Linked DNA regions of Mus musculus: regions 2, 3, 4, 5, 6 and 7 are each linked to region 1. Evidence: chromatin contacts called from public ChIA-PET, Hi-C, HiChIP or PLAC-seq and promoter capture Hi-C data. All regions are on one chromosome and are shown on one strand. The core of a region is the stretch at or near the end of the contact, and the rest is flanking DNA. Distances in the headings are between cores, read along the strand shown. Region 1 holds the start of Arfgap1 (ADP-ribosylation factor GTPase activating protein 1). Region 2 holds the start of Lime1 (Lck interacting transmembrane adaptor 1). Region 3 holds the start of Gmeb2 (glucocorticoid modulatory element binding protein 2). Region 4 holds the start of Mrgbp (MRG/MORF4L binding protein). Region 5 holds the start of Helz2 (helicase with zinc finger 2, transcriptional coactivator). Region 6 holds the start of Slco4a1 (solute carrier organic anion transporter family, member 4a1). Region 7 holds the start of Stmn3 (stathmin-like 3).

What was found. Hi-C and Micro-C count contacts between places; a contact is called where the count stands out from the background. ChIA-PET counts read pairs in DNA pulled down with a chosen protein or histone mark. HiChIP or PLAC-seq counts read pairs in DNA pulled down with a chosen protein or histone mark. Capture Hi-C pulls out chosen DNA fragments and counts their contacts.
Region 2: a contact with region 1 is called in an RNA polymerase II ChIA-PET map of memory CD8 T cells, with 12 read pairs. The contact joins the promoter of Lime1 here to the promoter of Arfgap1 in region 1. A contact is called at or near these places in 5 of 39 promoter capture datasets (the SN4741 cell line, embryonic stem cells, liver and 2 more), 2 of 484 Hi-C or Micro-C datasets (CD4 T cells and uterus), 4 of 115 datasets of contacts at active chromatin or transcription factors (bone marrow-derived macrophages, effector CD8 T cells, large pre-B cells and 1 more) and 2 of 9 other capture datasets (macrophages and pancreatic islet).
Region 3: a contact with region 1 is called in an H3K27ac HiChIP or PLAC-seq map of regulatory T cell precursor, with 5 times the contacts expected there. The contact joins the promoter of Gmeb2 here to the promoter of Arfgap1 in region 1. A contact is called at or near these places in 6 of 39 promoter capture datasets (cranial neural crest, erythroid cells, hippocampal neurons and 2 more), 5 of 484 Hi-C or Micro-C datasets (CD8 T cells, Th1 cells, muscle stem cells and 2 more), 9 of 115 datasets of contacts at active chromatin or transcription factors (acute myeloid leukemia, astrocytes, effector CD8 T cells and 4 more) and 1 of 9 other capture datasets (adipose tissue).
Region 4: a contact with region 1 is called in an H3K27ac HiChIP or PLAC-seq map of microglia, with 6 times the contacts expected there. The contact joins the promoter of Mrgbp here to the promoter of Arfgap1 in region 1. A contact is called at or near these places in 14 of 39 promoter capture datasets (the 3T3-L1 cell line, cranial neural crest, embryonic stem cells and 9 more), 1 of 15 datasets of contacts at CTCF or cohesin (the NIH/3T3 cell line), 19 of 484 Hi-C or Micro-C datasets (CD4 T cells, CD8 T cells, the G1E-ER4 cell line and 12 more), 11 of 115 datasets of contacts at active chromatin or transcription factors (bone marrow-derived macrophages, effector CD8 T cells, embryonic stem cells and 5 more) and 3 of 9 other capture datasets (adipose tissue, liver and pancreatic islet).
Region 5: a promoter capture Hi-C map of adipose tissue shows a contact between it and region 1. The contact joins the promoter of Helz2 here to the promoter of Arfgap1 in region 1. A contact is called at or near these places in 3 of 39 promoter capture datasets (the 3T3-L1 cell line and liver), 1 of 484 Hi-C or Micro-C datasets (CD4 T cells), 8 of 115 datasets of contacts at active chromatin or transcription factors (the SCID.adh cell line, bone marrow-derived dendritic cells, effector CD8 T cells and 4 more) and 2 of 9 other capture datasets (adipose tissue and liver).
Region 6: a contact with region 1 is called in a Hi-C map of double positive thymocytes, with 7 times the contacts expected there. The contact joins the promoter of Slco4a1 here to the promoter of Arfgap1 in region 1. A contact is called at or near these places in 3 of 39 promoter capture datasets (cranial neural crest, embryonic stem cells and pre-B cells), 3 of 484 Hi-C or Micro-C datasets (double positive thymocytes and embryonic stem cells), 11 of 115 datasets of contacts at active chromatin or transcription factors (CD8 T cells, bone marrow-derived macrophages, embryonic stem cells and 5 more) and 2 of 9 other capture datasets (embryonic stem cells and liver).
Region 7: a promoter capture Hi-C map of adipose tissue shows a contact between it and region 1. The contact joins the promoter of Stmn3 here to the promoter of Arfgap1 in region 1. A contact is called at or near these places in 5 of 39 promoter capture datasets (cranial neural crest, embryonic stem cells, liver and 1 more), 1 of 484 Hi-C or Micro-C datasets (uterus), 6 of 115 datasets of contacts at active chromatin or transcription factors (bone marrow-derived macrophages, embryonic stem cells, microglia and 2 more) and 2 of 9 other capture datasets (adipose tissue and macrophages).

The regions. Positions count from the first base shown.
Region 1 is chr2:180,965,774-180,968,790 of GRCm38.p6, forward strand. Arfgap1 (ADP-ribosylation factor GTPase activating protein 1) reads left to right here and starts at 1,452. Exons shown (of 14, transcript NM_145760.3): 1 at 1,452-1,556; 2 at 1,829-2,041.
Region 2 is chr2:181,379,980-181,382,915 of GRCm38.p6, forward strand. It overlaps Lime1 (Lck interacting transmembrane adaptor 1), which reads left to right and starts at 1,256. Exons shown (of 5, transcript NM_023684.2): 1 at 1,256-2,335; 2 at 2,508-2,565; 3 at 2,637-2,724; 4 at 2,820-2,936. The coding sequence starts at 2,238. It overlaps Zgpat (zinc finger, CCCH-type with G patch domain), which reads left to right. Exons shown (of 6, transcript NM_001048148.1): 5 at 1-200; 6 at 396-814. The coding sequence ends at 534. It also overlaps a transcript of Zbtb46 not described here.
Region 3 is chr2:181,286,480-181,289,254 of GRCm38.p6, forward strand. It overlaps Gmeb2 (glucocorticoid modulatory element binding protein 2), which reads right to left and starts at 1,487. Exons shown (of 10, transcript NM_198169.2): 1 at 1,405-1,487.
Region 4 is chr2:180,579,833-180,582,619 of GRCm38.p6, forward strand. It overlaps Mrgbp (MRG/MORF4L binding protein), which reads left to right and starts at 1,390. Exons shown (of 6, transcript NM_028479.2): 1 at 1,390-1,705; 2 at 2,779-2,787. Gm30144 (a long non-coding RNA gene) reads right to left here and starts at 2,036. Exons shown (of 5, transcript XR_001783605.2): 1 at 1,004-2,036.
Region 5 is chr2:181,240,707-181,243,406 of GRCm38.p6, forward strand. Helz2 (helicase with zinc finger 2, transcriptional coactivator) reads right to left here and starts at 1,321. Exons shown (of 19, transcript NM_183162.2): 1 at 1,260-1,321; 2 at 1-365. The coding sequence starts at 292.
Region 6 is chr2:180,454,838-180,457,689 of GRCm38.p6, forward strand. It overlaps Slco4a1 (solute carrier organic anion transporter family, member 4a1), which reads left to right and starts at 1,408. Exons shown (of 12, transcript NM_001355218.1): 1 at 1,408-1,536.
Region 7 is chr2:181,313,244-181,316,145 of GRCm38.p6, forward strand. It overlaps Stmn3 (stathmin-like 3), which reads right to left and starts at 1,257. Exons shown (of 5, transcript NM_009133.3): 1 at 951-1,257. The coding sequence starts at 969.

The sequences.
Region 1 (3,017 bases), core at 202-2,701:
TTATTTATGTTGTAGTGTCATCTGAGCATGACATGATCATCACCACTGAGAGGCACAGTCACCATGGCTGCCCTCAGCCAGAAAAAAAAAAAAATAAGCAAAGCAGCCCAACAATGGCTAGATGTGTGGTAGTGGTGGTGAGGCCATTAACACATCCTCATGATAAAAGTAGAATCACAGAACCCTTACCGGAGGTTCCAGCCACCATTTTCTTATGCCCTGGGCTTCACATGGTTATGTGTATGTGTTTAAGTTTATAGGAGGTGGAAGGTTGAGCCATTATATCTGGCTTAGATTTTGTTCTTTTGTTTGTAAAGGTAGGATTTCTTTGTATAGCCCAGGTTGGCCTGGCACTCACTCTGTAGACCAGGCTGGCCTGGAAGTCAGAGACCTGTCTGCCTCCCCAGTGCTGCAATTAAGGAATTTGCCACTTATGTTCTTAGTAAGCTTCCTGTCCCCTGCATTTGGCCACTACGTTAGCCTGCAGAGGGCAGGTATGAGTTCTGGAACATCCTGGTATACATAAGAGCCTTTCTCACAAAAACAGAAATGCCATGTTATGAAGCTAGGTGGGGTGTCTATAATTCCAGAACTCAGGAGGCTGAATCGAGTTCCAGGCTAAATTAGGCTATGATGTGAAAGTCTATCTCAAATAACAATATCAGGCTGTGGTTAAGTGACTTAAGGCTACGTTTTTTGTTTCTCTCTTTACACAAAGCTCTAAACCTGTGAAAGAAACTCCAACAGTGGATGGAGAAAGGGATCCACTGTCCCTTGAGGTCCCAACTGTATGGATCTGAATTTGATAAAATGCCTCACGGTAAGTTTCGATGCAGGTACGTTTGATTTGACCTCAATAAAACATTGACTTTTGGCCAATTTGAAAGTCAAACGAGCCGGGCGGCGATGGCTCACATCTTTTGATCCACTCGGGGGGGCAGAAGCAGGCGGATCTTAGAGTTGGAAGCCAGCTAGCTCCAGGGCAGCCAGGGCTACACAGAGAAACCCAGTCTCTTAAAAAATAAATAAACAAACAAGTAAATAAAAATAAAAAGCCCAAGCAAAACCGTCAAAAGGCCAATGAGGAAGGAATTAGTGACACAGGGCGGCCCAAAGTGAACACAAAACTAAAACCCGCCGGCTACTAAATACATTGATTTGACCAGAACTGCTTGCCCAAGTCTATTTTAAACCACGGGTCGGAGTTCGAGTTGACAGAAGCCACGGGAAGTCCCTTGTTCCCGGGCTTGGTCGAGACCGTGGACGCCCTAGAATCCCGCTGGAGATAGCGCAGCCCGGATCCATCTGCGCTGCCCTGCCGCACTGCCCACGCAGAGGCAACCCTGCAAACCTGGCGCTCAGCCGAAGGTTTAGACAGACCGGAAAAGAAGCCTCGCCTCGGGCTCGCGCACAGAGGCGGAAGTACCGCCTCGGAGGCCTCCCATGAGCCCTTGCAAAGCGCGACGTAGCCGGAAGCTGCTGGCGGCTGGTGGGGGGATCTGAGCGCCTAGTCCAGCTTGGCACCTCGGCCGGACCCGACCTCCTGGGGGCAGCAGGTGAGTTTGCGGCCAGGACACCGGGCATCCGCGGACCCTCAGTTCCTTGCCCTTCCGGCTCTCAGATCACCCAGTTCCTGGCCCTGTAATCCTCGATTCTGCAGCCCTAGGCCCCTGGTCCCCCAATACCGTGACTGTCCGACGCCCCCGGTCTTCAGCCCTGACTTACTCCCCGGTGCCTCCCGCGTACCTCCCATTTCCCAGCTTCCTGGCCCCGGGTTCTCCAGTCCTTCGACCCGTGACGTTTTTGTTCCTCGGACCCCAAACTCCAGGATCCCAGTGTGCGGCCGTCCAGACCCCCCCTCCCCTGCCTCCCGGCCTGTGAGCTTTACCGCCCTTCAGCCTAGCGGTTGCAGGGACCTACGTGGCCCCTCAGCGCTCTGGTCCCGAGCAGTCTTGGACGCAGACTGGTTCTGCACTGCCCACTTTGTCGGGAAAGGGCCTCAGCCCTTCACTTCGAAAGAAGATTCTGTCCAGAGGTGCCGGTAAGCCAGGTTTTCTAACCTCAGTTTGTTTGATTTTTCCCTTCTTGGTCTCTGAAGTGAGTCCTCTGCGGAAGGAGGAAAAACAAAACATCTCAACAACAGACCCCCACAGGATCAAGCTTCTAAACTTTTTCTCAATTGTACCTGGCAATAGAATATACTGTATTTGCACTCTTAAGGCACCCACAAGTCAGAAGTAATATACACTGTTCCATAGCTGTGCAATGTTTAGAGCATTGAAGCCCTAACTATAGTTCTGGACGAGGTGATGATCTGATATCGTCTGTTCTTCAGAGTGAAGAAGCATAACTTAGACATGGGTTCTTTGTGTTCTCTGAACGGTTTTTGGTCACCCATACTGTGTAGCCTTAGGGCCAAGCTATGTCCCTAGATGTCCCCTTTGACCTCAGATGTACATCACGTCCCATTTAAGAAGCAAATGTTCTCTAGTGTGACATGTAGCTCACTAAAGTTTGAAATCCTTATTTGCTTCATTATCTACTAGGTATGTCTGCCTGAAGGAAGAGTATTTTGTTGTTTTTTTTTTCATTTCAGCTATTAAGAATTCTTAAGGGTGGGTGATATGGATACCAGGTAGGGGTGCTTGCCACAAAGCCTGACTACCTGAGTTTGATCCTGGTACTCACTTGGAGGAAGGAGATACTCAGCTCCCACCTTCTAGGCTTCTAGGCATGCACTTGTGAGCCCACCCAAGAAAGAAATCTTAAAAAAAAAAAAAAAAGGATTCTTGAGGCCTTCTTTAGGCTGGTTAAACTGAGAGATACTTATTTTCATGTTATTAAGCAACATTTAAGATGATTAATTTGAGCAGGGAAGTAAGTGGTGGAGCATGCCTTTGTTCCCCGCACTTGGGAGGCAGAGGCAGGCAGATTTCTGAGTTCGAGGCTAGCCTGGTCTACAGAGTGAGTTCCAGGACAGCCAGGGCTACACAGAAAAACCCTGTCTTGAAAAAACA
Region 2 (2,936 bases), core at 6-2,505, 410 kb after region 1:
GAAAAACTGCAAAGCCAGGTTCCTGGGACCCCAGATGCTGGGGTGGATACCCCAGAGAGAAGGAACAAAGACATGTATCACGCCAGCAAGAGCGCCAAGCAGGCTTTGAGCCTGCAGCTCTTCCAGACTGAGGAGAAGATTGAGCGGACCCAACGGGACATCCGGGGCATCCAGGAGGCCCTAACCCGGAACACTGGCCGGTATGTGTGGGATCCAGCTGAGGCAGTATGGGCTCCAGTGGCTATGCCCAGAGGATACCTGCTAAAGGTTACCTGACCTGAGTAGCAGCTGAGTCTGAGGTGGTCTAGATATTAGAGGACAGGCATTGGCTATAGCAGCTGAGGGCTTGGAAGTGGGGAGCCAGGAGGCAATGCTGACCAGCAGGCTCTCCCTAGGCACAATATGACGACAGCCCATCTGCAGGAGAAGCTGGAGGGAGCCCAGCGGCAGCTGGGTCAGCTGCGTGCTCAGGAGGCTGACCTACAGAGGAAACAGCGGAAGGCAGACACTCACAGGAAGATGACAGAGTTCTAGCGGCCCTGCCTGTATTGTGGATAGAGCCCTGGGACCCAGCTCCAAACTGCCTTGGCAGAAAGACAGCTGTCACCCTGATGCCTAAACAGCACCTGGAAGAGGAACCAGCCCCTTCTTAGGATGCCCCTTAATTAGCCTTGTCAGCCTAGAGTGTGAACACTGCTGAGTAGAGGTGGGACATCAGGGCTGATTTTGAACACTTATCTGCCCACCAAGCCCACCTACCAGTGTCTTGGGGTGTCTCCTTAGGACATTAAAGTGATTTCATCACAATTCTCTCAGTGGAGACTCAGCTGGCTTCAGGATTTCTGGGGACACAGGGATCTGTGTAGGTCCTGGGAGTAGACAGGTGGGCAGTGGGAGTACCAAATGAGGCCACTGCCTCTGTCTAGGGTCCAAGAGTCCAAGAGAAAAACATTCTCCCTTTTCCCTTCTCTGACCAAGTGGGTAAGAACCTAAGGTGGCTCTTCAGTCCCAGTACTCACAAGCAGGTAGGGTGTGTGAGATGGAAACACCTTAGGAATACAGTCAGTGAGAAAAGCAGGCAGACCTGGCTTGGGTGGGTTTGGGGTTCATTTCTGGTTTTTGGCTGCCACGATAATCCATCCAGTTCACCTGCTTTGTTCACCTCATTAATGGGTATCTGCCTCATTGGGGTGGAGGGGACTGTGCTGGTCTTTGTGGTAATTGCCTAGTGATAGCATTAGCCATGATGAGGTGTGAGGAGAGCAGAGACTGTGGGAGCAACTGCGCAAGAGCTGTGTGGCTGCTGGGAGGTGCTCTGAGAAACACAGGAAGTGAGGTGAGGCGTCACCAGCAGCCCACAAAGATCTTCCTGGCTGTCCTAGACAGGGCCAAGCAGCAAATCCCCGGTGGCCTCGGTAAGTGCTCCCTCACCCTTTATCCTGGGCCAGCCCCCAAGCCTCTCCATGCTCTGGGGTCTGGGAGGGTTAGTCCCTGCCTGGTTAGGCCATTGATAACTTGGCTGTAGCCAGGTTAGTCAGCTTGGGCCCACTCAGTGAAAGAAGCCTACACTCCAAGCCTGAACAGACAGGCCCTCACCTCAGAAGGCTGTTGTTCACCCCAATTTTACTTACCTTTAACGTCTGGGTGAGACCCTAATCAGCTCTGCAAAGGGTAACTCCAGGGAAGCCCCAGAGCCCCGGGAAGTGTGGAGTAGGGTGGGAGTACGTGGCCCTCATAGCAGCTCCTCCTGTTCATTGACACACACCTCCCCCACCCACCCTTTCTGTAGTGAGTAGTCTAGGAAGATTGCCTGACACAGGGGTCACTCTGTGGGCATTGGTGGCCGGAGGTGAGACCTGTGGTCTGTGGCTCAGAGTCAGAGTGAAGTCAGAGATTCCCCAGGTGATGGGCTTGAGCTCCAGTTATACACCCTTGTTCAGTTGAGGTCATAGCTACCCTGGCCATGCTCCTCTATCTCCATCTCCATTCCTGATAACTAACAGGGATAGGCAGAGCACTTCTTACCAGGAACCCTAGCTAGAGAGGGAAAGGTGGGTCCCCCTAGAGCACGGCAAAAATGCAAGGCTTGGGGGTTTCCGGTGTGCTGAGTCAACCAGGGAGAAGGAACCCACTAGTGGGCAAGATCTGCAAGTAGGCTGCAGCTGTACACTGCTCTCGCAGCCAGCCCCCAGTGCTCATCTCTTCTGTCCCCAGGGCTCTCTTCCCTGTTTCACAGGATGAGGCCACCAGTGCCTTCAGCCCCACTAGCTCTCTGGGTCCTGGGCTGCTTCTCCCTGCTCCTTTGGCTATGGGCACTGTGCACAGCCTGCCACAGGTATGTGCCTGGGATTCTGTCTGCCCTCACCCTGCATGGTTCAGAGCCAGAAGTCACGATAGAGAAGTCCATATGACGGCTCTATATGTGCTTCCACACTGAGCCTGGGCCAGCATCTGACTACCTGTGCACCTTCCTCTGCCTACTAGACTAACAACACTCTTGCCCCCAGGAAGAGAGCTCAGAGGCAGCAAACTGGGCTGCAGGACAGTTTGGTACCAGTGGAAATGGTGAGTGCCAGACTGTCCCAGGGGCCAGGGTGAAGACAGCAGGGAATCAACCAGCCTTCCTTGCTCCCTAGCCACTGCTGAGACAGACCCACCTCTGCTCCCTCAGCAAGTCTGACACCAGACTGCATGAGCTGCACCGAGGCCCACGCTCCAGCATAGGTGAGTTCCTGGGAAACCATAAGTGTAGGGCTGGCTTCAGCCTCCCACCACTAGAGCTGGCCCCTCAGTGACTTCTGCCTTGACTTCATCCCTAGCCCCACGGCCTGCTAGCATGGATCTTCTGCATCCACGCTGGCTAGAGATGTCCAGGGGCAGCACCAGGTCTCAGGTACCCAACTCTGCCTTCCCACCACGGCAGCTGCCCAGGGCCC
Region 3 (2,775 bases), core at 237-2,736, 320 kb after region 1:
GCAAGAAGAAACTAGGGGCCATTTTCCAAAATAATCACAAGCTATTAAGAATGAGTCCTACCCAGAGGCAGGTAGATTTCTCATCATCTACAGCCTCATCTACAAAGTGAGTTCCAGGACAGCCAGGGCTATACAGAGAAACCCTGTCTCTAAATAAATAAATAAATAAAGTCCTAGGTTAGTTCCAGGTCAGTCTTAAATATTTTTTCCCCTCTCTCCTTTTGTCATTCTGTATGTCTTGGAACTCATTCTGTAGACCAGGCTGACCTTCAACAACATCTGCATCTGTTTCCCACATGCTCGGATTATGGCCTCAGTCTAGATACTAAGACTGTCTAGGAAGGCAGGGAGGAGGGAAGATGAAATGTAGGGACTAGTAAACCTTACCATAAGGCAGGCCCATTCCATGAGTTGGTCTCCTGGCACAGAAGGGACACCTAAATATCTTTTCAGGTAGGTCACAAAGTGGGTTAATCTATGGCCTAGGTTTGTTTTTCTCAGTCACATACGCACATACACTGACATGTTTGTTCTTGGCACTCTCCATTTTATATCCAAATGGTATGTATGTATGTGTACTCCAGGATGTCTTCCCAGAAAGCTTTCCATATTTCCTATGAAGAAACAAACTAGACAGGTAGTCATATTATCGATTTAATTTTAACTTATTAAGAATGATAATTTGAAACTGTTGGGTTTGAAATGTTTTCAAGACAGAGAACATTGGCTCAGCAGTGAAGTAACCAACTAAATACCTAAAAATGTCACCAATCGTGACTAAAACTGGGCCAACCGATTCGGTTCCCAGCAATAAGATTATCCACTCAAAATAATTCCCTCCAACCACACAGTTCTACAAATGGGTCCCCATCAACGTGGTTCCCATCTGACAGGTCCACCCTGACATGGTTCCACTGATATCAAGTACCTATCCTGATGATCCTGGCCTCTAGATTCAGTTCCAAGCCAGGGGTTCAGCAATACGGGTCCCACCCATGAGTCGTTCCCAATCTTTCCACCCGCCCTCAGGAACCCGACCCATCTGGTGCCCACCGATGGGTCCCAAACACCACCACTCCCGCCTAACCGCTCCCCACTCCTCCAGCCCCTTCCGCCTCGGCTTTCACGGACGACCCGACCCTGCCTCTGGCGAGGCCAAGATGGAGGCCGGAAGCGAGCCGCCTTCGCGAGCCCTCCCGCCAGGCGCCCGCGCCCGCCCGCCAGCCTGACGCCGCCGCGCCTGACGCCGCCGCCGCCCTCGCGCGCCCGCCGCCCCTCCCCCGGCCTCCCCTCCCCCCGCCGTAACGTCCTGACGCTCCGCAGGGACCCCTGACTGGACGGCGGCGCGTGAGCGGCGCGAGAAGCCTCGCCGCGGGGGTGCGCGGGCGCGCCGATGCCGCTTACCTGGGCCCACACGGGCCTGCTCCGGCGCCCGGCTGTGACGGGTGCGGCGGCGGGTGGTGGCGGTGGCGGCCGCAGCCTTCGCTCCTTGTTGGGGATTCGGCGGCGGCGGCGGCGGCGGCGGCGGCTCGGGCGCGCGCTTCCTAGTGACGCAACACCGAGGCCGCGCACGCACGGGCCGGGCGGGCCTGGAGACTTATTTGGCGCCCAGCGCGGAAGCGAACAGTGTGGTGAGATACTGCCCCCGTAGGACTCTTGTGCGCCTGCGCGTGTGGTCTGCGTGCCTGCCCAATTAGGTGTTCTGTGGTTCAGGCCGAGGTTTGTAGTCCTGGCGTTTGGGCTCCACTAGGGAACCGAGTATCCCAGGTGTGTGCTTTGCAACCCAGCCTCGGCCTTGCAGTGACACTGTCCTAAAACTCATGTGCGGACGTTCTTAACCATTTCTGACAGAATCGTGTTTCTTTTTTTTAAAATTGAAGGCATTGCGAATTTGCTTTTTCAAACTACTCAGTGCGGAGCGGTGTTTTCACGAAGTTGACCAACTGACATTGCAGCGGGTAGTCCAACATGATTTAAACTTTTTTTTTTTTAAACGGACTCGCTATGTAGATCAGACTGACTTGGAACTCAAAGAGCCCCGAGTTCTGAGATTAAAGTGTGTATCACCATGCCCGGCCCATTATTTAAAGTTTTAAATGAAATTTAAAAGTTAAGTGTCGGGGTTGGGGATTTAGCTCAGTGGTAGAGCGCTTGCCTGGCAAGCACAAGGCCCTGGGTTTGGACCTCAGCTCTGAAAATAAATAAATAAATAAGACAAAAAGTTAAGTGTCTTAAGTATCTTGGAGCCATAAAAGTCTCATGGAGGGCCTTGGGTGCCCGAAGAATTTCTTTTATTTTTCTAACTTGTAGGGAAGGTCGCGTATTTAAGGTAACCAACATTTATTAAGTTCCTTACAGTTGAAAGCCAAAGACAAGCAGTTCTTGTGTGGTTCAAAGGTAACATCAGGTCCTGTCAAAATGAGACTTGTTTATCTTGGCCCTGGTGGAGCCTGGGCACCCTGTTAGACATTGTAGTCTTGGCAGTAAAACCCTTACCTTCCCCACCACCCCTTGCTTTCAAGCAGCTGAAGACAGCCAATTCTAAGTGCCAAGCCAGCTCTCAGAATGTGATCACTAGAATTAAGGGCTTCAGGATCCCTGCTCTGCCCATCTTAGAATCCTTAGAGTAGAAATGGATGTCTGCTTGGACGGGAACAAGAGTTCACTGTTAACAGGGTGGCAGCTAGAATGGGAAACTAACAAGCAACATTTTCACGTAATTAACACTGTAAATAAGAGACTTGCACTTTCACTCTGAAGGAGATGAGGAAGTCT
Region 4 (2,787 bases), core at 140-2,639, 390 kb before region 1:
TGGTTGAGACCTAGACATGGTCTGGGGAATAGTTCACACTGGTCAAAGTAAACTAGACTGGTGTATAAACTATTAGGCTTGTATATTCATTAAATGAAGGAGAGCATTTCTATGGCCTTTATTTCTCACCTGAGCCCAGTCTGAACCCTTCACACTAGGATCAAGAATCCCAGCACTTGTATCTATCTTGTATAAAAGACTTAAGCAGCAGGAGTCGCAACAAATGAGAAAGGACTTGACCAGTTGGCTAGTAGATATATATCATTGTCTACTTTGTATCTGGGAAGTAAGGAGTCTTGCTACAAAGCTGATTATATCCTGGCCACCTGGAACCACCTGAAGACCTCACGGAGAAGACAAATCTGGGCAAACTTCACCAGCCATTTCTACAGAAAGTTGGTGGTGTGCCACACAGACACCTGCTCCAGACCAAAGAAATCCTTCTATCAGGTTTGAAGGAACCTCTCAGCTCCCAACAGGTGTGAATTCACTTTGAAGCTACGGGATCACACACATGATCATGGGCTAATGGTTTCTCTACAGCTCCTTGTTAGAGAGTGATAATCACAGGAGCGCTACAAAACGAACAAGCACAGCTTCCTCTTAATTCATGCTTTTGGACTAGAGAGCCTACATGTTCATGAAAATAAGAAGTTAGCGTGGGATAGTAGGCGGGGTCTTAGCTGCTGACCTTGATGCTCAGCTACTTCCTACTACCTAACAGAGAGTTCTGCAGAGACCTGCTGTGGCTTCGTGGAGAGAAAGAATGAAGTCATCCTTCTCTCCTAAACCATCCAACCTGTCTATAGGCATCAAGTCTATATTGCCAGTCACGCGTTCTGAAGTAACAGACGGATGTTTGCAAATGTCATGGCTGGTAGGATGTGGTCTGAGTACAGAGATCGCACAAACCAGAGAGGACCAGCTAGGATAGATGAGGTTGAGGGTTACATAGGGAAGCTCCCTGAAGAAGGACGCACTCCAAATTGAAGGAGTATCCTACCTGGTAGGGGTGAGACTAAGGTGGACCGGAACCAGAAGCAGTCAGCAGCAGAGTCTACCATGCCTTAGATATTCAGAGAATAACCAGGATATTATCAATCAGCTCCTGGGCACTTAATATGTGGCAGCTCTTAGGTTGGGAACTTGCTTTATGACATGTCCCAGATGGTAGATTATGCTTCACCCAGCCGTACAGTAACTAAGCCAAGTTCTGCATGCCAACCAAGCAGAGGCAAGGGCACCGCCCCTGTGAGATCATAACTCCCAGCTGCATCATATCCACATGATAGCAGTGACCCCACACCCCCTTATGAAGCTTTATTGGGCCACACCTCCCCTGTGGCATTGTGGGAACTTTTCCACCAGCTACGCTTTCACAGTGGGAAAGCTGAAGCCTGGCCACAGACTGCTGTCTGGCTCTGAGCTCTGAGCTGTCCCAGACAATGAGACAGGTCAGAGCCAGCACCCTCCATGGTTCCCTGCTGTGAGCATTGTCTGGTTACAGGCCTGAATGAGGGGCAAGTGGAGTGTCAGGACTGGATTCAAGGCTTGTGGCAGCCAGCAAGTGATCCTTATCAAGACCCAAGAGTTCAGAGCTACAGTGGCCCCATAGCACAAAGGAGAACAAAGGTTCTCAACATCTTAGTCTGAGAGGCATCAGTCAGAAAAGGGATTCTGATGCCTGGCAATGGCTGAGGAATGGGTAAGTAATGAAACCTGGATGGGTGGCAGGGTAGGACCCATGGCACAGCTGACTGGGGTGACTCAGGCCCAGAAGCAACCATGTTCTTAAGGCTGCTGTGCCCAGCCCTTGGCCCTATCCAATCCCATGTAGAGCTACTAACACCTGCCTGAAATTCTGACAGTCTGAGTTAATCATCCAACCACTTCTGGAGTGGATCCACTGTAGGGACAGAATGGAGGTACAGGTAGGTAGCAAGGCCGACAGGACCTGGATTTCTGTCTTCTGATGCCAAGGAAGCACTTAATTCTGGGACTGTCGTGCACTCAGGTCAGGGCTACTGAAAGATATACAGAGCTTCACTCCTACAAAATGTGATTGTTGGGCTTTAAATTTTTAAATTATTTATGGTGTGTGTGTGCAAGTGTGCATATACCATGGAATACATATAGAGGTTAGAATACAACTTTTTTTTTTTTTTTTACTTATTTTATTTATATGACTATGCTGTAGCTATCTTCAGACACACCAGAAGAGGGCATCAGAACCCATTACAGATGATTGTGAGCCACCATGTGGTTGCTGGGAATTGAACTCAGGACTTCTGGTAGAGCAGTCAGTGCTCTTAACCGCTGAGCCATGTCTCCAGCTCTAGAGTACAACTCCTAAGAATTGCTCCTCTCCTGCCAGCTCTAGGATCCAGGGGTGGAGTTCCAGTTATGGGCTGTGCACAAGGATCTCTATTAGATGGGCCATCTCACTAGCCCATGGGATGTTGTTGTTGTTATTGTTGTTGCTGCTGTTGTTGTTTAAACTATTTTTCTTAAACAGTTTTAGTGAGATGTAATTTACATATTGTACAATTTATCTCTGGCAAGGAGAGACACACCTTCACTTCTAGCTGAGTTCTTTTCCAAATTACCTAACCAGGTGAAGCCCAGATTTTTGGGCCGTGTGTGTCATGCTATGCAGACTTGGCTGACTCAGAACTCCTGCCTCTCTCTCCCGAGAGCTAGAATTACAGGAGTGTGTCACCACGCCCATCTGGTGCATTTTTAAAGCATAAGGTTTGTTCCCTCGCCTTCTCCGGACAGAGCCGTAGG
Region 5 (2,700 bases), core at 71-2,570, 270 kb after region 1:
ACCCTGGCCTATAGTAGTGACAGACTTGATAGCGCATAGGCGTTGGGAAGCTAGGCCTGCGGCCCACCTTACGCCAGATCTTGCTCTCTGCTGCTTGCTTGAAGCGGGCCAGCAAGATCTCCCTGGGGCAGGTGTGCTCTACCTCACGCAGAATGTAGGTACTCTCATTGAGGCACTGGGTGCAGCGGGAGCAGCCCAGGTAAAGGTCTACCTTAGCACAGAGTCCGGCTAAGGATGGCCCGTTGGTGGCGGATGTGCTGGCCGACCTCAGACTGCAACCCACGGATGCCATCTCGGACAAAGGCCAGGTCCTTCAGGATTGTGAGCCAGGCTTCTGGGCAGCTGCTGTACTGAAACCGTCAGCCCTGGAGAGGTGATAGGACAAGAGAAGCAAGTCAGCCCAAGGTCAAGAAGGACCTACACCTCTGTCGGGTGTAGGACAGAGACTTCTGCCCAGTCTTGGCTTGTTGGGGGAACTCTAACTCAACCTTTCCTCCTGAAAGGCCTCTCCAAGTCCTGCCCAAGTGGCTGCTGGAAAAAAAAAAGAGTTGGGAGGCCTCAGAATCCTCCATCTGGTAACTCTGGGGCTCCTGGCCGTCTGAAGAGAGTACCCCCTTTCTTGAGACCTGCTAGTTGACTGCTGGGACTACTATAGCCCACCTGGACTTGGCAACAGGAGCCTCTGAAGGGGAGGACACAGCCTTGTAGAAATTCCGCTCTACCCAGGTTGGATAGCCCTCCTCAGAGCTCCCATAGAGATGCCAGAAGGAGAGGCAATGCCCAGAGCCCAGAGTCTTAGTTAGTACCACCACCCAGCAAGGATGGGCGAGAGAACAGCTAGCTCCCTGAAACACCTAGTCAGGTCATATCTCTCTCTCTCTCTCTCTCTCTCTCTCTCTCTCTCTCTCTCTCTCTCTCTCACTCATACATGCCAAGCAAATAATCTATTACTGACCTATACCCTAGCCCTCTAAACTTTCAAGGCAATCGTTGAGGTACAAAGATTATGTTTTAAATGGAAAGAATGAGCAACAGGCAAAGCCTGCAGTCCCTCCCTGCACTCCTCTGTGGAGTTTTCTAAGTCGTCAGAGCTAGAACCCCATACCCGGCAGCTGGAGAAGCAGGAAGAGGGGTCCATGGAGTTGTCCGATGCTAGGGTCTGTCTGAGGCCACTGATCTTGCCCATTTGCAGGCAAAGGGGTGGTCTTCACACCTCTCTAGGTGGCCCCTCCAGTCCCCAGCCACCACCCCATACTCACCCAGTGCACCAGCATCGACTTAAGAGTAGCGATCAGTTTCGTTTCTGCCCCTGGGGCGACTCAGAACTCTGACGACAGAGCACGGAAATTACCTCACTGCCCCCCCTGCCCCGCCCCTGCCCCGCCCTCAAGTGATAGCCTCCCTCCCAGACCTGGCGGAGCTCCCTGGCCCTAGGAAGATTTCCCCCACTCCCCACCTCCACAGTCCCCTTGAGGTCAACACAGCAGGATTTAACCTGGCCCTTTCCCGGTCCCTCCCCCTACTCATACTTAGACGTCTGTACTCTCTTGTGTGGGAACCGTAAGATGAGCCCCAGGGTAGATGGCTTTAGGATTAAAAAAAAAAAAAAAAAAGCCCCTATTTGGGAGTGGGAGAGCCTTTGCCTATAGAGCCTTGGGAAATTTACTCTGGGTGCTATAGCCAAAGGCTAGGGTCCTTGGGAGCAGGGCCAGACAGGCAAGGAACAGAGAACTCTATGCTGGGGCAGGACCTGTTCCTAAAAGGCACTAGACTTCTTCCTTGAAGCGCTAATAATTTTAGTCAATGCTGTGCCTGGCATGGCCCCCGTGGGGACAGAGTGACATGGTTCCTACCCTTGGAATAGGGTCCTGGTGTGAGCCTCCAGGAGTGTCAAATGGCTGCTGTGGGCATAAGGCAAGTTTGTATAATAATGTACATATTTCACATTCCTTCGAGGAATGTCCTCTCTGTTAACATTAATGACTCCAGGAGAATTAGAAACAGCAGAGTCCAGGAGTCGAGGATGTGGCTATGTCTCTGCAAAATGGTAAACACTGGAACCCTCAGGACAGCCCTTGAGGCTATGGGAAAGAGCTCTAAATACGGGAATTTGAAAATATATAATTTCTTAACTATCCAAAAATATAAGGATGCGATATGAATTATGAGGGGTTTCATGAATTTAAAGGAACAGAGACAGGTACACAATGAGCCAACTTGTCGCAAAGATACAAAAGCATAAGGCATGCAGGTTCCTGAGTTTAAGGTCAGCCTAGGACAGAGCAAGGTTAGACTCAGGCGTGATGGAAACGGTGCATGGTGGAAATAATTTCAGGGCAGGGTCCCAACAAACTAGCATGTCATCTAGGCTTAACTAAGGCAGACAGATCTCTGAATTCTTTTGCAATGTTAAGAGAAAATGTATGTTTGCTGTCTCTGAATCAAAAGGTTGGGGTCACAGGACGCTGATTAATAGGATAATCAAAAGAGCACCTGGAATAAATAAGTGAATTGATATGGAAATTTAAAAACTGGGCTTTTGGTCTGCATGAGATGAGCTAGCAGAATGGAATAGCAGTTCTTTGGAATTTTCTCTAGTGATGGTTAAGCTACCTGGAGATCTCTGGAGAGCAAAAAGAGCTCTTCAAGAGGTTTTTCTTAACAGGATTTCTGACTTGGTCTGAAGATCCAAATTTTATT
Region 6 (2,852 bases), core at 158-2,657, 510 kb before region 1:
ACCAGAGGTTCCCAGGATAGAACATGAGTAGGTTCCGGCCACACCCACTCCGGGAAGACATGCTGATAAATAACAAGTCAGGCTGGAAGAACTAAGCTCAGCAGCCAGTCTCTTCTCTAGACATAAAGGAAGAGCCCTGCCTTAGCTCCCGAGGCTGCATGGAGGGTCTGTCCCCAGGCACCCTGTGACTAGTGATGTCCTCATGAGCTGACAGCAGGGTCCACACTAACTTTACTTTTGTGTAGCCCAAGCTGATCACAGACTCTGATTCCTTCTGCCTTTACTTCCCCTGTCCAGATTATAAACTCTGGATGCCTTGGAGAGTTGGGGAAGGTTATTTTGTTTCTATTGTTTTGCTTTGGTTGTTGTTCTTGGTTTTGTTTTGTTTTATTTTTATTTTTAAATCCAGACAGGATTTTATTAGGTAGCCCAGTGTGGCTCTCCCACTAAAGATTCTCCTGCATCAGCCCCATGTATGTATAGGATTATCGGTGAACATCGCCACACCTGGCTCACATGTATTTTCAATTAAATGTAATACACCCCAAAGGGAGACATATATGGAGAGTTTCTGCCATCGGCTGTTGATTGTCAGTGGTATGATGTTAATGGCTAGTGGCTGTCGGCTGTTACTTGGCTAAATTCAGACCAGCTACTGTTTTCCATTTCCTTCAGTGATGTGTTGGAATCATAAAATTAAAAAAAAAAAGAAAAATAAAAAATAAAAAAGGTTGTTTGCTTGATTTTCTGAGACTGGGTTTCTTTTGTAGCCCAGGCTGGCCTAGAACTATGAAAGTGGGACCCTTCTTCTGCCCCAGCCTTCCGAATACCCACAGGCTTACAAGCAGTAGCCATCACACTCGTATGGCTAATTATCTTAGTTTTACAGATGCGAAAACTGGCCCAGAGGGGTTCAGAAATATGTTCAAGGTCGCACAGCAGAGAACGCCTCAATTTGAAGGTGACTGGTATATTCTCTCTCCATCTCAGGTCAAGAGTACCCGGAACTGGAACCCTGTGGGCTCCTCCGGTGAGGGTGTGGTTTGGCCCAGCGCCCCGTTGCACTGAACTCACTGGTTGACCTGAGCAGAGAGTGGAGAGATCCCTTTGCCGGGCTGGAGCTGTACCCCACGCCTGAGGGGATCGCTACTCGCGCCCTCCAACGCCTCGGTTCCACGCTTGAGCAGGTGGCATCTACGACGCAGTGAGACTTGAGCCATATTTTCCTAGCCTGCAACCTCCAGAGTGTCCCCCAACAGAAAGAAATCACCGCGTGCAAAGCACTAGCTAAGTCCCGCTCTCTGTGCTGTCCCTGACCCGCCCAAGTTCCGCCCCTCCGCTCGGCCCCGCCCCGGCGCGCCCTCGCTACTGTCACCTCTGGCCCCGGCCCGCCCGAGCCTCGCTGCCATTGGTGGCGGTGGTGAGGCCACTACCCCCATCCCTGCGGGAGCGGCTTGGGCGATGAATGAAGCGGGAGTGGGCTGCGCGCGTAGTCCAGAGCGCAGGGCGCAGCGCGGCAGCCGGGTTCGTGGGAAGGTGAGTGCTCTGGGATCTGGACTGCTTTGAGGTCTCGGACCAGGATGGGGACAGGGTCTGGCTCCGTACTAGATGCCTCCTAGGTATGCCAGACTCCGACCTGCTGACGTCAGGAGCGCGGCAGGTGTTTGCGGAGGCTGGACTAAAGCGCGGCGGAGCCCCGGGTGCGTTGTCTGAAGACACATCCCGGGGAACCAATGCGGGGACAGAGTGGGCTCAAGGGAGCCGGATGCAGAATTCACCCCTTCTCACTGCACATGAGGGAAGCTGCAAGTCTGCAGTGGGGTGGGGGAAGGCAGAGCCGCTGCGCTAGAGCGAGAGGGAAGATGGGAGTGGACTTGGGGCGCAGGAAAGCGTGAGGGGGGGGGGGGGACCGCTAGAGCTGTCGGCCCAGGTTAAAGGTTTGCTAGTATACGCAGGTGCGAGCCTCTGCGGGTCTGTTCAGCGACAGATCCAGTGGCTGTGGTGGTTGTTGCTAAGACCGAGGGAAACGTGGAGCACGGAAGTTGCTCACTAGTGGCGGGCTTTGTCCCTACGAGGAGCGCGGATGCCCGGGTCCCTGAGGCCCGGTACCTTCACGCAGCTCTCCGATGCCCCCGGACGCGTGTGTACGCCAACGAGAGTTCGGGTCGCTTTGCTGCCTGATTGGCACGCTTAGCTCCAAACCCGGGAACTCAAGGCAGGGTACCTCCTTCACAGGAGAGGTGAGCATCTGTAGGAAAAATGAGATAGAGACACATAGTCGCACCTTATAGCTTGGGGCCCCAGGCGCAGTGGCTTGAGTTTAGCGTGATGAGGATTGCTGGCCTCCCCCAGACATGGCCTTGGGGTGTTTCTGTCCCAAGGTGTTGAAACTGCCCATTTGTGATGGAACTATCCCAACTTCAGGGCAGTGTTTTTTGTTTGTTTGTTTGTTTTGTTTTGTTTTGTTTTGTAGTTTAGTAAACCAAGGTAGCTGTCTAGTCAGCTGTTGTTAAAGCAGCTTGGGGCAGGTGGACGGCAGGGAAGAGAACACCTGGTGTTTAGCCGAATTATTTATAAATCTTAGCTGTGGTAATGGGGACAGCAGGCGCTGTTTGCTGAGCCTGGCATTTGCTGGCTTGGAGAGGGCTTTGGATAAGAGCAGTCCCAGGCAGCATTTTAAAGTCCCCTTGCACAGAGGAGCAGCCTGGGGCACCGGGATGTTTGGCTTGCCTAGAAATGACACAGGGGAGACCGGAGGTTTGTATCATTTGCCAGCCATTCTCTCTTCAAGAAGAGAGGAAAGCCAGGTCAGAGAACCAGCAGTTACCAGGACAGGACTATGCTGGTGGCCA
Region 7 (2,902 bases), core at 7-2,506, 350 kb after region 1:
GTGTCATGCGTCCTGCAGTCTCAGGCACCCAGAAGAAAAAAAAAAAAAAAAAAAAACCCTGCTGAGACTAGGGACTGGGCGGGGCTGTCCAGCTTTAGCCTCTCAGGTCAAGAGTGGAGCCGCCGCAACCATGCAGGGACCTAGTACACTGCTAGTGTCCTTTCCTCCGCCTCGGTTCGACCCTCTATGCAGTCTGAGGTGTGGGAGGCTTCCTATGAAAGCAGACCCCACCCATACCCCGGAAAGGTTTGGAAATGCAGTAGCCTCTCCACTTATACCCAGTGGCGCAAAGGGCGGAGGTTCTTCTGGCTGGAGCCGGTGGCCCTAGCATCGCAGAGGGTGGTCCCCCTGTACAACGGTCACAGTGGGGAATGGAGGCGAGGAAGCCTCGCTTGTCGCAGGCTCCAGTCTCTCTCCGCGCGGTTGAGAGGTCCCCTCCTGTGTCCCTGCGCCCCTCCCCCATTTCTCAGGGACCAAGGTCCAGGCTTCTATGGAGGGTTCCACCTCCCCCTCAGCCCCCTACGAAGACTCAATGACACTGAAACCCAAGGTAGCTGGAGCCTTAGGGGACCTGCTAGCCGAACTGCAGGCACTCTTGTTCGCAGGCATAGAATCCGCAAAGCCGCTCTGCGGCAGTTGCACCTTGGCCCCGCACCCCAGCGCCTGAAGGGGTAATGCCCCGGGGAGCCCGGTTTCATTCAACCCTGTCTAGGGCGCGGCTCCTACCCCGCGTCCAGTAGCATCTCCTCCGCACTTGAGTCCCCTTCCACCCCTTAAGAACTCTGGACCCCCCTTCTTGCAGGGCCAGCCCAGCCTCGCCTTGCACAAGGTCCGACACAGGAAAACGGAGCCAGTAACTTGCTACTGCATCAGGCGAGGCCTCTGCTTAGACAATGGCCTCTGGTAAGACCCACTGCGGTCCCATGATCCCCTAGGCTCCCGAGCCCTACCAGATACGGTGCTGGCCATGGTGCTGGCGGCGGCTGGGGCTTCGGAGGCCGGAGGGATGCGGGCGGTGTCTGGGAGCTGCAGTCTGCGAATGCTGCAATGCTGTGGAGGGGAGGGAGGAAGGGCGGGCGCGGCAAGAGGGGGAGGGAGCGAGGGATGGATGGAGGAGTGGGGGTGGAAGGAAGGGGAGGGGAGAGGAAGAAAGAGAGGAAAGGAGAGAGGAAGGGCGGGAGGGAGGGAGAAGGAGAGAGAAGAGGGAGAGAGAGACAGATCCGACAGACAGTGGACGAACAAACGCTGGCAGCAACTATCAAAGACAAGACAGTGGGAGGAGATGGAGGGAGAGAAGTAAAACGATGCAGTAAGAGGCCTATATTTCATCTGCCGCAGCCATGGATGACACTCCTGTAATATGGCTTTGTGTATCTTAGAGAATGTGGAGATAAGACTCATTCCCCAGAATAGGCACGGAAGGAGAAGGGCCAGAGTATGGGCTTGTCTCATAGTCAGGGTGGGTGACAGAGGCTGCTAGAGGGTGGATGACTTCTAAGCCCCTGTTAAGTACTGAAAGGAAGGGATTCACTGGTTTGCAAAGGGTGACACTGTCCTACAAGAATATCTGGGGTAACTCTGTCCAGAGAGTGAGCAGGTTCTGGTTAAATAAGGGTGTGGTAAGGCCTATGACTGGGATTTGATGTGACCTTGAGTCAGGTTCTAGCACCAGCTCTCACATTCTCTATCTGATGGAGAAAGAGTTCCTAACCTCTCTGGGCCTTTGCTTCTTTGGTATAAGATGGAGCCATAGTGTCAGACTCCAGAAGACAGAAGAGAGATTTGCTAGGGTTGAGTGTATACATGCATATGTGTTCTATTTTCATCCCTGGAGTAATAAAATGTTTTGGTCAAGGGCTGGGAATGGTAGTACATATCTTTCATTCCAGTACTTGAGAGACAGAAGCAAGAGGATCTCTGTGAGTTCTAGGCCAGCCAAGACTACATAGTGAGACCCCGACGGGAAATAAGCTTCATCAATGCAACATGAGGGGAAGAATTTATTTCATTTTACAGGTTACAACCCATCATTGAGGGAAGTCAAGGCAGGAACTTGAAATCAGGTCTGCTTGCTAAGCCATAAAGCATTACCTCTGACCAAGAAACCTAGTCACTTTTACGGAAATGTAGCAGGAACCACGGAGAAGTGCTGCTCTCTGGCTCACAAACAGGCTTATGTTTCTCTGGCCTTCCTAAATAGTTTAGGTAAGCCGGGTGGTGGTGGTGCACACCTTTAAGCCCAGCACTTGGGAGGCAGAGGCAGGTGGATTTCTGAGTTCGAGGCCAGCCTGGTCTACAGAGTGAGTTCCAAGACAGCCAGGGCTACACAGAGAAACCCTGTCTCAAAAAAAAAAAAAAAAAAGTTTAGGTAACAAGCTGCCTAGGAGTGTACTGCCCAGCAATGAACAATCAAGACAGTCCCCCCAAAGACATGGGCACAGGTAAATTTTGATCCAGGAAATTCCTCAGTTGAAATCCCTTTCTTGTGTGACTCTAGGCTGTGCTAAGGTGACATTAAGGCTTACTGGGACAAGTAGGGAGCACATGATTTGCCTTTCCTGACAAGACAGCCTAATATCTAATGGGCTATCTCATCCACTTTTGAGATGGAGTCACTGAAATCTAGACAAAAATGGCTTGTTTCACAAACATTTAACTCATAAGGCTAGAAGTAAAATTCTGAAAATCCTCCAAGACTTTAGGAAGAGGAGGCAGCTTACAAAGGCAAAAGTCAGGGGCAAACCTAAGGACCAGGTGTACATGGAGCCATCCTATTAGCATTGCATATAACCTTGCACCTAGTAATGTATACCTGAGCCTGGGCCTATGTATCTGACAGTTGGGATTAAATTGCATTGTGTGGATTAAAAGACATAGAAAGGGAATATCCAGTGGGCCCAAA